2 separate regions of the Mus musculus genome follow, and region 2 is linked to region 1. Evidence: chromatin contacts called from public HiChIP or PLAC-seq data. All regions are on one chromosome and are shown on one strand. The core of a region is the stretch at or near the end of the contact, and the rest is flanking DNA. Distances in the headings are between cores, read along the strand shown. Region 1 has its middle 41 kb from the start of Slc7a11. Region 2 has its middle 14 kb from the start of Gm37548.

Region 1 (6,197 bases), core at 1,047-3,546:
ATGAAATTCCTAGGCAAATGGATGGATCTGGAGGGCATCATCCTGAGTGAGGTAACCCAATCACAAAAGAATCACATGATATGCACTCACCCAAGAATACCCAACATACAACTTGCAAAACACATGAAACTCAAGAAGGAGGAGTAAAGTGTGGACAATTTGTCCCTTCTTAGAATTGGTAACAAAACACCCATGGAAAGAGTTACAGAGACAGTGTTTGGAGGTGAGATGAAAGGATGGACCATCCAGACACTATCCCTCCTGGGGGTCCATCCCATAATCAGCCACCAAATGCAGACACTACTGCATACGGCAGCAAGATTTTGCTGAAGGGACCCTGATATAGCTGTCTCTTGTGAGGCTAAGCCAGTGCCTGGCAGACACAGAAGTGGATGCTCACAGTCAGCTATCGGATGGAACACAGGGCCCCCAATGGAGGAGCTAGAGAAAGTACCCAAGGAGCTGAAGGAGTCTGCAACCCTATAGGTGGAACAACAATACGAACTAACCAGTATCCCCAGAGCTCGTGTCTCTAGCTGCATTTGTAGCAGAAGATGGCCTAGTCGGCCATCATTGGGAAGAGAGGCCCCTTGGCATTGCAAACTTTATATGCCCCAGTACAGGGGAAACCCCAGGGCCAAGAAGTGGGAGTGGGTGGGTAGGAGAGGTGGGGAAAGGGAGGAGGGTATAGGGGACTTTCTGGATAGCATTTGAGATGTAAATGAAGTAAATACCTAATTTAAAAATGGAGGAAGAAAAAAAAGACTATGTTACCAATAAAACATTGTAAAACATTAAAAAAAAATGAAAAGAAAAGAGTTTTTGAATGATCCCCCCCCCCTTCAAATGGCCCTTTGTAATGGAAAGGAAATTATCAGGGAGGGTGGAAATCAAATTATTTTTTGCTCCTCCCTGCTAGCCACTTGAAAACAGATGTGGAGTTTGTCTTGCTGCAGGATTTCCTAGCAACCACAAATGACTCCATTTTCAAAAGCAAAATGAGGGTAGACAGCATACCTATGAACACAGCAGCTGCTTTCTGGATTTGTCCTGGCTTATCTCATCATTCAGTGTTTTTGCTTGACACAAGCTTGATAATTCTTGGGAGAAGTATTAAATGAAACATCATTTGAAAGAGAGAGCCAAAGGAAAGCTCCAAGACATAAAACAAACAAACAAACAAACAAAACAAAGATTATGAATCAAATCTTCATGTGGCCCCATTCTTCTCTTAGGAGGCTGGATTTTATTGGTTAAAGGCAGAGTCTTACTACTGGACAGGAAAAACACAATCCTCCAGCCAAGCTCTCGATTTCAAAGCAAAGGAATTTTTGTTTCATGGATAAAATGCAAGTCTCACCAGTGTACTCCAAGCCTTCAATAGAGCTATTAAAGATTTCTAGAGCCTGTCTTTAATATTATGGGTTTTTTTTCCTTGAAATAACCTTCCAGCAAAATTAAACTTGAAAATGGCATACCAACTGGCTCCTTTATTTTTCAAATATATTTACAGCAATACTATCCAACTTTGGATCCCTAGACTTAGGGACATATGTACATTTCTTTAAAAATTACTCAGTGACCTGAGGACAGGTCACACTTCATCAAACTGAACGCAGTATGTGCTGACCAGAACCTGGCCTGCTGAATGAATTAGAAGAGACATAAACTGAAACCTGGATTGAGACTGGCTGGGGTGGAAAAATCAGATGTTAAGTCCGTTATTTAGTTTGGTACACACCCTTGATCTTCAGTTGTCAGAGAAACTTAGGGCATTATGTTTTTTTATAATTTAAAAAAATATTAAAAGTATGAAAGCAAAATTGTTTTATGCAAAGGCAGTATCTCTTCAAAATTCAAATGATCCAGTGAACTCAATGCCTACACTCAGAACTTATTATTATCATTGGGATAAATCATCATATAATAGCAAAATATAAGTCTAATATTTTATGATCATATGCTAAATAATCCTCATGACTATATTATATATGTGTACATATATTTCCCTATTACAAGTCCATAATCGTCTAATGCATGTGCATATATAACAATTGTAAGCCACACAGCTAAGCACTACTATATAGTCTAGAATTTTAAATTTTTTTCAAAGTACACTAATTGAGCACAAGTTTTGACAACTTGTGGGATCACAAACCAGAACCCTGTACTTTTGATAACCAGAAATGAAGATCTGTTTTCTTCCTGTTTCTGGAATTCATTCTGGGGAATTCAGAACATCAAAGCAAGTAAAGTTGAGAGAGAAAAGAGAACCTGCAATTGCTAACATCTGTGACCTGTGTCACTATTCCAGCATGTGAGTAGCTCTAGTGAAGAAAGAAAAGCATAGGGTCACAGTGTGCAGAGGCTGCCCTTCCTGTTTCTCTAATTCCCCTATGTGTTGTTAAGACTGTGAGGAATGCATCTCCATTTGCCTCTGTGTTTTCCTCAGTAATAATAATACCAAACTCTTCGAATGTTATTTGCCAAGATATACACGGATCCAAAGAGAATAACATTTAGGAAATGACATTCTACTACATAACTCTAATTGGAAGCACAATATTGTGATTTGATAAGAATGGTGCCCATAGACTCACATGTTTGAATGCTTAGCCATGAGAAGTAATTAGCACTATTAGGAGGTGTGGCCTTGCTGCAGTAGGTATGGCCTTGTGGGAGAAAGTATGTCACTGTGGAGGTGGCCTTTGAGGTCATCTAAGCTCAAGTTATGCCCAGTGTGGTGCATTGTCTCTTCCTGCTGCCTTCAGATCAAGATGTAGAGCTCTTGCCTCCTCCAGCACCATGTCTGCCTGCACATTGCCATCATTCTACCATTATAATCATGGACTAAACCTCTTAAACTGTAAGCCAGCCCCAATGAAATGTTTTCCTTTATAAGAGTTACCTTAGTCATGCTATCTCTTCACAGCAATAAAACCTTAATGAAGACAGCACCCAAGTCTTTTATAAACCTCCCTCCAATACTGTTAAATTTTCAAAATAGGAACTCCTGACATTCATGGATTATTGGGTCACTGTGTCTAAATGGGAGAAATAGAATTGGAAAGGGCAACGTAATTATGTCTGTCTGCAGCATTTTATATTCTCAGAAGTGGTTTAGGTTACATCGCTGTGTTCAGCCATGGCAGCAACTCTGTATAATAACTTCCTGACTATCGCACACCCAAAGCCTTCTCTGCAGAGCAATTTCTCCCCAGTTCAACTTGCTGCTGTTTTCTCCTTTTCCACATACAGAAATAAGAAAGCACACGAGAATAATCTAGTAGGCTGCTCACAAGGAATTCGCTTCTGTGCATACATGTTCCAAATCAAAGGTTGAAACATCAGCAATTTGAATTTACCCCTACAGTGATTGTCTGAATACCCCAATCTGTCCAGTCAACGAGGAAGATTGCCCACCAGAGTCTGAACTCTATACCATGCCAGTTAAAATGCACCCCAGAAGAATCCTTCACATGCAAACTCACATATGTAATATACATCTATTTATACATATATGTGACTGCTAGTAAGCTTACAAACTCAAAAGCACCAGATAAGCAGCATCAGGAGTCAATGTGACAAGGGCTGTTTTATTCCTCTGCTGAAAAAGAGGCCTTTCCAGCTTGGTCTTTTGCCCTTAGTTCGGAAGGCTTAAACAGGAATTTTAATGTGAAGTTTGTCTAGTGCTGGCGTCGTCTAAAGCTATAAGCATTAGCAGCTCATTCAAGGGCCTTGACAAATCTCCAGAAGCTCAAACATAATTTCAATATTTAATTCTTCATCTAAATGAATAAGCATGAAATGAATACCAAACACCCATAGTTTTACGAACAATTCAGACAAACACTTTTCTCATAGGCAGAGACTGCCCAGGGCTTCCTTGTCCTAGGCATCCCATGGTTTCTCCTGGTTCATCATGTGTGTAGTTTTCCAAGAGTCCAAATATATGTCATAGATAGGTACAGTCATACCTAAAAACCTGGATGTATGTGCTGGTTTATATAGAGATTGCGGTATCTTCAGGAGGAAAAGCATCAAACTTTTGTCTTTCTAAGTACTTCCTGAGCCCTCTAGGTCTGGGAAAGAGCCAGATGACTATGTAGTTACAGAGGCAAAGACAGCTGGGCTAACAGGAAGACTTCTTTCTGTGGGAAAAAACAATCCACACAAAGCCCACAGGCAGCCTTGAGCGATTTCCAGTGTAAAGGAGGTGGGAAGGAGCGAGGCACCATTTGTTATAAAAGTAGATGGAGCTTGAGGCTCAGGGCCATCCTCTGAGCTAAGAGGAACTAAGGAAGGATTGCACTGTCACAAGATTCTGAAACTTTAGCAACTTAATGATGTTATCACTCTCAACAGACTGCCTATTCCTGCCGGCCAATCAAGTGCTCTAGTGTTAAAGTGAGTTAGTCGGGTTAAAGACCCAGGTAAGATGAAAGTCAATGTGGGAAATATTTATACTGGGCTTAATATACATTTCTATTGTTTTCAGTCATTCCTCTGGGCTGTGAACTATGACAAAGTTTTAGGAATATTCTACTGGACAGGTAAAGACTGATCTAATGGTTCACTCACAATTCCATCAAGTTTTCTAACACCTTGACCCAGAAACATATAGGAGGAAAAATGAAGTAAAAATGTGAAGTTTACAAAGGCAAAAGCTAGATTTTAGAAAAGTTTACCAATCGTTAACCAAGTGTATGAATTGTCTAGAGGTAAAGAACTGATAGATTCAATATATGTATGGAACCAATATGCATATGAACTCTATTAGGGTGGCTTATAGCAGTGGTCCTGCTCATCCAACAATGGCTGTATCCCAAAGGAAAGTGCAAAAATCCAGTAATTTTTCAGTCCATGGGGCTGGATATCTCAGCTGGTCTTCAGAATATACTAGAATCTTGAGAAAAAAAAAAGGCTTAATCCTAGTGAGAGTGAAGACAAGCAGGCTTTCTTCCTTCCTTGTCCTTTCTGTAGGCTGTCAAGAAAGGGTGTGGCACAGGTTTAGGGTGGGTCTTCTGATAGACCTAGATATAAGATAGGTCTCCTGACTTTGGGTGATCTGGATGTAAAGTGGATCTCCCTACCTCCAATGATCCAATTAACAACAACAACAACAACAACAACAACAAAAAAACAACAAAAAACCTCTCTCAAAAGTATTCCACGTGCCACATTCAAAATATATTAAAGTATTCATTATTGTCTGAAATTCAAAGCTAGCTGGACATTTTTCATTTTCTTGTTTTTGTCATGTATGTTGGTTACATCTAAGAATAAGGAGATGGTATTTAGGATTAGAGCTCTTCTGACCCGTCATCCTATATGTAATTCAAAAATGACCAGTGATGGGAGGAGAGAAGAGTCCTAGATAAGAAACAAAACTAGAATTCTAAACCAGCCCAGAGCAGACCAGAATTCTCTCCAAGAAAAAGTGATAAGAGAAAAGGCAAAGTTTTCCACTTTTGAGTGTTCCCAGTTTCAGATGTTCTTAAAATATAACAAATTGCAGACACCATGATAACAAAGTATGAATGTGGACTATCATTAACTCAATAATAGATACATCACCCTACTTGCACTTCAGTAACTATAATTCCTATGAATAGATGCAATGAGATATTTCGGGAACAGTAGTCATGATATTCTTTGAAAGAAAATGCAAAACTTTTAATATGAACTCAAAAAGATCAATGTGGGTTAGGGACACAGTTGAGAGCCAAGATGGTGTCAGAAATAAGGACTCTCCAGCCTCTTTTTCAAGGCTGCCCTGTGGATACCAATACATGGTTAAATGTTTAGTGAGAATCTTATGCCTTCAACCTTGATGGGTTGTGCTGAAGATGCTAATGTTGCTACAGTGTCTAAGGAGCTCTTGTAAAGGATGGATGTCTGGGGAGTGATACTTAAACACCAATTCAGCTACCGTTGTGCTTTTAAACTGATGATCATTTTAAAGAAAAAAGAAAAAAGATGTAAGAGAAGATACAACTTAACTTGGAATCCTTCTCTAAAGAGTCTGGGAAGAGACAGACTTACCTGGGGATCCATCCCATATACAATCACCAAACCCAGACACTGTTGTGGATGCCAACAAGTGCTTGCTGACAGGAGCCTGATATAGCTTTCTCCTGAGAGGCTCTGTCAATGCCTGACAAATACAGAAGTGGATGCTCAGAGCCATCCATCAG
Region 2 (6,455 bases), core at 2,232-4,731, 420 kb after region 1:
GGCATATGCATTGGCACGCACACGAGAACATATACTACCATATGCATCGGCACACACACATGAGCATATACTACCATATGCATCGGCACACACATGTGAGCATATACCACACATACCAAATGCATACAACACATGTCACACTCATGTGCATATGGTATGTAAGATAAAAAATGAATAAGAATGTGGTTAATTTTGAAGAAAGATTATAAACTAGGGAAGCAGTTAACATCCAAATGCTAGCAGGAAATGTATCTACAGCACTACTAATTAAAGATTATTAACGTGTAAGGCCAATATTTAGATTTATTCTCTTTTTTAAGTAAAGAAAAATTAAGACAATAATCTAAAGCACTAAAAGAAAACAAAGTAGGTTTTTGTTTTGTTTTGTTTTAAGAATCGTTGCTACTGTGGCATAACCTTAAAGAGCAACACTGCCTAATTTCTGTTGCTAATAATACCTACCAAACACAGACTCAGTGCTGATGGGGGAAGTGTAAGTGTGCCAAGACAACCAGTCACTTACAACCAGCCCGATAAAAAGTCCTGAAAATCATGTTGCTCTCACAGAAGGGAAATTTCCCCTTTCAGAAGCATGCTCAGCCTGGGAGCTAGGTCAGCCAGTAAGGCACTTGCCAAGAACGCTTGAAGCCATACCGTGATCCCCCAGGAGGCACATAAAACGGTAGATGCTGGCCAGTGAGATGCTCAGTGGGTCCATGTGCTTGATGTCAAAACAGATGACCTAAGTTCTATACCCGGGACCCACATGTGCGAAGATGACCAACTCCTCCAAGTTATCATATGTGTGCACACACACACACACACACACACACACAGTATTCATCATGATGTACTAAAAACCTCAGAAAAAACAATTCTGAGTAAGGATCCATTTCCTATGCCCAAATCTCCTGGAGATTAACAACAAAATCCAACGCCCAGCAATATGGCTGTCTCAAGCCTTTTCAGCTAAATCTGAGAGAGAAAAAAAAGTATCTTTATGAGATTACCCCAAACTACCAGGTCAGGGTTTGATACAAAATCAAGCTAGATACAGTGCAAAGTGCCACCTCCGCTCTGGGGAGACCGTGTGAGCCTCCTATGACTGGGTGACATCTTGTATCGATGGATGTAACAGTGAGGATGCCATCGCTGGACTTCTCACCAGGGACCTGTTTACATCTGTACTGTCAGCTCTAATAGGTTTTTATCGGATTAAATCCTTCTCCCCTCATTAGGGTCATGATTGCCTGTCCTTGCATGTGATATGCTTCAGTTCCCACGGGGCCCCTTCTCCATCTTATATGTTGCCCTGCAGGGATCAAGACTAAGGCTCAGTGAAATGTGGGCATAATCCAGAAATGGATTCTATACTGATATGGTTTATTTGTGAAATGTCCCGGATAGGTCCTCGTGTTGGAACACAAGCAGCACTGTTTGAGAAGATTACGGAACCTTTAGCAAGTGGAGTCTGCTGAAGGAGGAACGTCACTGGGGGTGGACCTTGAGGTTTAATCGCCTGTCTCACTTCCTGTTCACTCTCTGACTACTGATACAACTCGACAAGCTGATCTCATGCTCACACCTTCCAGGAGCCTATCGCTTTGAAATACCGAGTCAAAGTAAATACTTTTACCCCAGGGTTGTTCAGGCTTGAAATACCATTCCAAAACTGCAGTAACTTACCATTCTGTCATCGGCAGGTTCCAACAACCACGTTTACCATCCGACCTCAGCATGGAAATATGGCCCTCCTGCAAACTGCACCCGCAACACCGGAAAACATACAAGATGGCCAGAGCTTACAAACCTGGACAGTGATATCGCCTGATTTATGGTTTGAGGTAAGAATTTATTACTACAGACATAGCAGAAGACACGGAAAAAACACGTACATTGCGGAGGGCAGATGGATCTCTGCTCCATGAGAAGAGAGAGCCCTCAGAAGGACGGTCATGCGCACTGAGCACAGTTCTGCTGAGCACACTGTATGCCTTGTCTCATTTAATAATTACAACTCCGGGAGGGGCAAGGTTTGTAGCCACTTCCCGTGTGGAAGAAACTGGGGTTTGGAGAGGAATTCCCCACGTTCATAGTCCATCGTGAGTAGGCCTCTGTCCAGTGGCTTGCACTTTAATCCTTCCCTCTGACTCCTACAGCAGTCTCCTGCTTAGGAGGAAGGATAGAACCCACAAGTAGATCCCAACATAGAGAAACTCAGAGCTCAAACACACTTCCCAGCTGAACCACCTCTCAGTCATATTCATATTTTGGAATTGTCCCTTCAATCATTATATGAAGAAAAGAAAGTTTTACTACCTAATTACTCACAGCAAGACACAAACACCCTATAATGCCTTAACCTTTCACTTCCAACCCAGTAGATAAAAGGTATTCCATAAACTATGTTTGGGGACGTTCCTAACTACCAGATCCCTGGTCTACCCGATCACTTAGTCTGAACCTTAACATTTTAACATGTTTATACCTCTTCCTTATTGCCAGCAATTTTATAGCCTGGGCTTCTTAGTGCCCTCCTTTAAGAATCTGAATCAGTGCTCTGGCCCCAAGGACTGTGTTGTTAAGTAGGTCCTAGGGTCCATCAAAGTGAGAATCTCTGTGATGGTTTGTTCTGGTTGTCAACCTGATGTCAGCTAAAGCATACCTGTGAGAACATTTCCAAAAAATATTAACTGAAGGGGACACACCTGCTCTCAATGTAGGCACCTCCCAGATGGCAGCCAAGGATGGCCAATGGCCATCGTTGGACTACTCGAACCTTACACCATAAGCCAATCTAATAAATCTACTTTAATAACATACCTACATTCTTTTAGTTCCGTTCCTCTAGCGAACCCTGCCTGATACAGTCCCTGACATGAATAACAACCTTTGCAATTAGATGTCAATCAGTCATGATCTCTTCGTCTCCAGAGAAAATAGGAAGAGATTGCCTTGGGGTGGAAGGCCAGGAGAGAGGCCAGGATACAAAGAAAACCACCTTCTTGTTGCATTTTAATTTTTCTCCAAGAAACTTGAAGACGATTTTACTAGTGAATCTAAAACATTCCTCCTGATACTGGCAAACTCTTAGCCTAATGAGAGAAACATGTGAGTATAGGGTTTGCTTGTTTGCTTGCTAATATGTTTTATTTATAGAATTGAAGCTCAACGCAAGACAGGGAAATGGTTTTTCTTAAGACCCACTAGTTTCTGGTCATCTGTTTCAAAGGCTTGTTTTCAACCTTCATGAAATCAAAGAGTATAGTAGGATTCCCCCTCTCTTCTTGTTCTGCCTCTCCCATCCCTTGTCTGCAGCATCCCAGCCTTTCTGGACAACCTATCTGTGCACTGTCTCTAGATGCATCCTTCTGGACGTTTTCCTGTTCCTTACATTCCAGGAAGCTTTCTGTTCCAACAGTCCTTTTCCTGGCCCTCACAGGCTCGCAGTTTGGTATCCAAGCTGACTTCTTCTCACTGGCATCTAGCCTCAAATTCCACTCTGCCACAGGAGTTAGCTCCGAGTCAGGCAGTAAATGGGCTCTTTACAAACCTGGCTAAATTTAAAGAACCACCCCTGTGAGCTGCATCTCTGCAGACATTTTCCAAGGCGTTCGCAAGCAGGCTGCATGCACTCGCTTGTACAACAGCAGATTGGCTGCTGTTTCTGTCACTCTGGGTTCTCACTGGGACGGCTCAAATTAACTCACACGGTAAACCACAGGAGCCAGAGAGAGACTTTTACAGACCTGAGGTTTCTGTTGCTGTTCTCCCCTCTTGTTTGTGAAATTTTAGCAACCAAGATCCACAAAGAACAGGGCCAAAGGAGGGGGGCGGGTGATGGCAGCAGCCGAAGAATGAGTTTGTTGGCTTGAGGGAGGCTTGAGTATGGGAAAATGAGGGATGCTATCACTTCATTCCAATTCCTATTGTACTTCATGTCCTATACCTGCTCTCTCTATGTGTGTGTGTGTGTGTGTATGCATATGAGTGTGTGTACATGTAGTGTATGTGTGCATGTGTGTGTGCATGTGAGTGTGTATGCAAGTGTGCATGTGTGTGTGTGTGTGTGTATGTGTGTGTGTGTGCATGTGCATCTGTGGGTGTTGAGACAAAAGAGATTTTAGAGACAGAATCTCTCATTGACTTGCCAAGTAGAAGGGGGTGCCTGGTCAGGGGAACACTCTGTCTCTCCAGAGTTGGTGTTATAAGCATGTGCCACCTTCACCCGCTTTCTTCTTCTCCTGGGTTGGACTTACCAAACTAACTATGTTCCTAACACCTATGTTTATCACCGTTTTTTCTTTCTTGTGTATAGTTCAAGGCATAGTTTGTTTTATAAGGTCATTTTTTTTCAAGAGCTTATTGTCAAAAACAAGCTCTCACCTGGGCTGGTCAAGGGACAACGTCTCCAAACAACTTTGAAGCACTATGCCAAAGATAGCCAGGCAGTGTGGCACTAAGTTAGTGGCAATATCACAGCAGATGACCCAGTACTTCACTAAGATAACTGGTCTACCTGACATTGCATTTGGGGGGAATGTGCCTTTCACTAAGATTATAGTCATTTACCAACCAAGGAGATAAGGACTCATAACAGAATATGGAAAACTCCATTCTCCTGTCCCTTTTTGTAAGGTCTAGCATAACTAAGATGTATCTTTGGTATGGGAGTGGGGTAGGGGTAGTGAAAAACAAGAGGGCATGGTAGAAAAAAAATCTAGCACTAGCAATAGTGAGACTGGGGGGGGGTCCTTTATATGATAGTGCAACAATCAAGCCACACGCACACACACACACACACACAGAGAGAGAGAGAGAGAGAGAGAGAGAGAGATCATCTCCTTTGTGGACATAATGGTTACAGGAGTCTTTCACTGCCCAATAGAGTATCCATTGGCCATAGATAACTGTTGAACTTCACATTAATTCTAATTAAAAATTCAGCTCCTTAATTGCACTGGCCATGGTTCAGGTGCTAATGGCCACATGTGGTCCCTGCCCCCCCCCCGGTGTTGGACACAGCAGATGATAACCTCTCAGCCATTGCAGGAGGGTCTGCTACACTTCCCACCTCTAATGCATTCCACTCGAATGAGGCTCCCTGGCCCGTAGCTTCAATGGGAGCCTTTCTCAAGGCAAAGGAGAAAGCCTTAAAAAGCTGTGCGATAGAGAAAAGGAATCCACATGGCCCAAGAGACGCAGCCAGGCAGCCCAACCACAGCTTCCAACAGGAGCACGGAGACTCTCCACAGGAACCCTCGAAGAGGGCAGAGATGCCAGCGATTGGAGCATCTCCTGCCAAAACTGACAGCTCCTTTCCCACGGCCTGAGGGTTCACTGGAGAGTTACAAGGAGCAGAGCGAGTCCCTCATAATAATTAAAATGCAGGAAGAGGGTAGTCCTAGCACCCAGGGCCTGGGAAGCCAAGACTGCCAGCATGATTACATAATTGAACTGTCTCACCTTGCCCAGTCAAGTGAGATTCCAAGGAGGGTAATTAATCTTCCCGCTGCCTGTTAGTCCCTGCCCTGCTCAAAGTCAAGTTTCCCAACAAGAAGAGAAGAAAAGGGGAGGAGGAAGGAGCCAGGTAGTAACACCGAGGGGAAACTTTAATCTGGTCTTTGTGAACTCCCAACACAAAGGCAGAATTAACACTGTAATTGTATGCAAACATCAGAGAAACAAAAATGACTCCCCCCACCCCCACCCCCGCAAGAAACTCTGCCTCATGTCACCATGACCCTGCAAACTCAGAAAGAAAACAGTGTTGGAGACTAGAAAGAAAGGCAAGTGAACACCTCCAGCCTCGTGTGGTCTCACGTTAGTCATTAGCCAAAAGCAAATCCCAAGTGGGTGAAGGGCATGGTGATCGGTCACGGCGTGAGGGTTGAAATGGGGCTCGTTCACTGGACAAATATTTACTATGCACCTTCAACACCAGGCACTCACTCACTGTCCGGGAGCATAGGGAAGCCGCCCCTGAGCTGGTGGAGCTTGAGTTTCTCAGCTCAAAGGCTGGATTTGGTCTCAGTGTGACTTAGGGGTCCATTTCAAAGATGCAACTACTCCCCACAGAGCGATGGTTTGACTCCTCTGAAAGTGTCTCCATGGCTACAATCCCTAGAGAAGGGCCAGAACCATGGAAATTAAGAACCTAGTTTTGTACAAAAAGGAAAGGAGTAAGTAACTTTCTAGCCAAACTCCATGGAACTCCACAAAATCACGGGCCACACCGAGGGGCAGCCCACAGAAGGTCTGGGCTCTGCCTTGGAGGAAGCAATGTGGGAGACCTGGTATTTGACAACAACGCAAGAACGGTAAGCTGAGAAAGGCAAGGCAAACAAAAGTGGAAGGTATAATATATATACATATAATCATAATAATCTCACTGCATACCCACCACCACCCCTAAGCATGTATTTATGAACTGACGTGATATGGCCCAGAAAGTC

Evidence for each region. HiChIP or PLAC-seq counts read pairs in DNA pulled down with a chosen protein or histone mark.
Region 2: a contact with region 1 is called in an H3K4me3 HiChIP or PLAC-seq map of bone marrow-derived macrophages, with 4 times the contacts expected there. The contact joins two enhancer-like sites. A contact is called at or near these places in 2 of 484 Hi-C or Micro-C datasets (cranial neural crest and trophoblast stem cells) and 1 of 115 datasets of contacts at active chromatin or transcription factors (bone marrow-derived macrophages).

What each region holds. Positions count from the first base shown.
Region 1 is chr3:50,481,980-50,488,176 of GRCm38.p6, forward strand. It overlaps a transcript of Slc7a11 not described here. Among named protein-coding and RNA genes, the nearest start is that of Slc7a11, 41 kb to the left of the region's middle. Within about 2 kb of position 2,297, at least 7 of the 459 cell types and tissues checked have an H3K27ac peak or open chromatin away from gene starts, as enhancers often do.
Region 2 is chr3:50,899,505-50,905,959 of GRCm38.p6, forward strand. No RefSeq gene overlaps it. Among named protein-coding and RNA genes, the nearest start is that of Gm37548, 14 kb to the left of the region's middle. Within about 2 kb of position 3,482, at least 32 of the 459 cell types and tissues checked have an H3K27ac peak or open chromatin away from gene starts, as enhancers often do.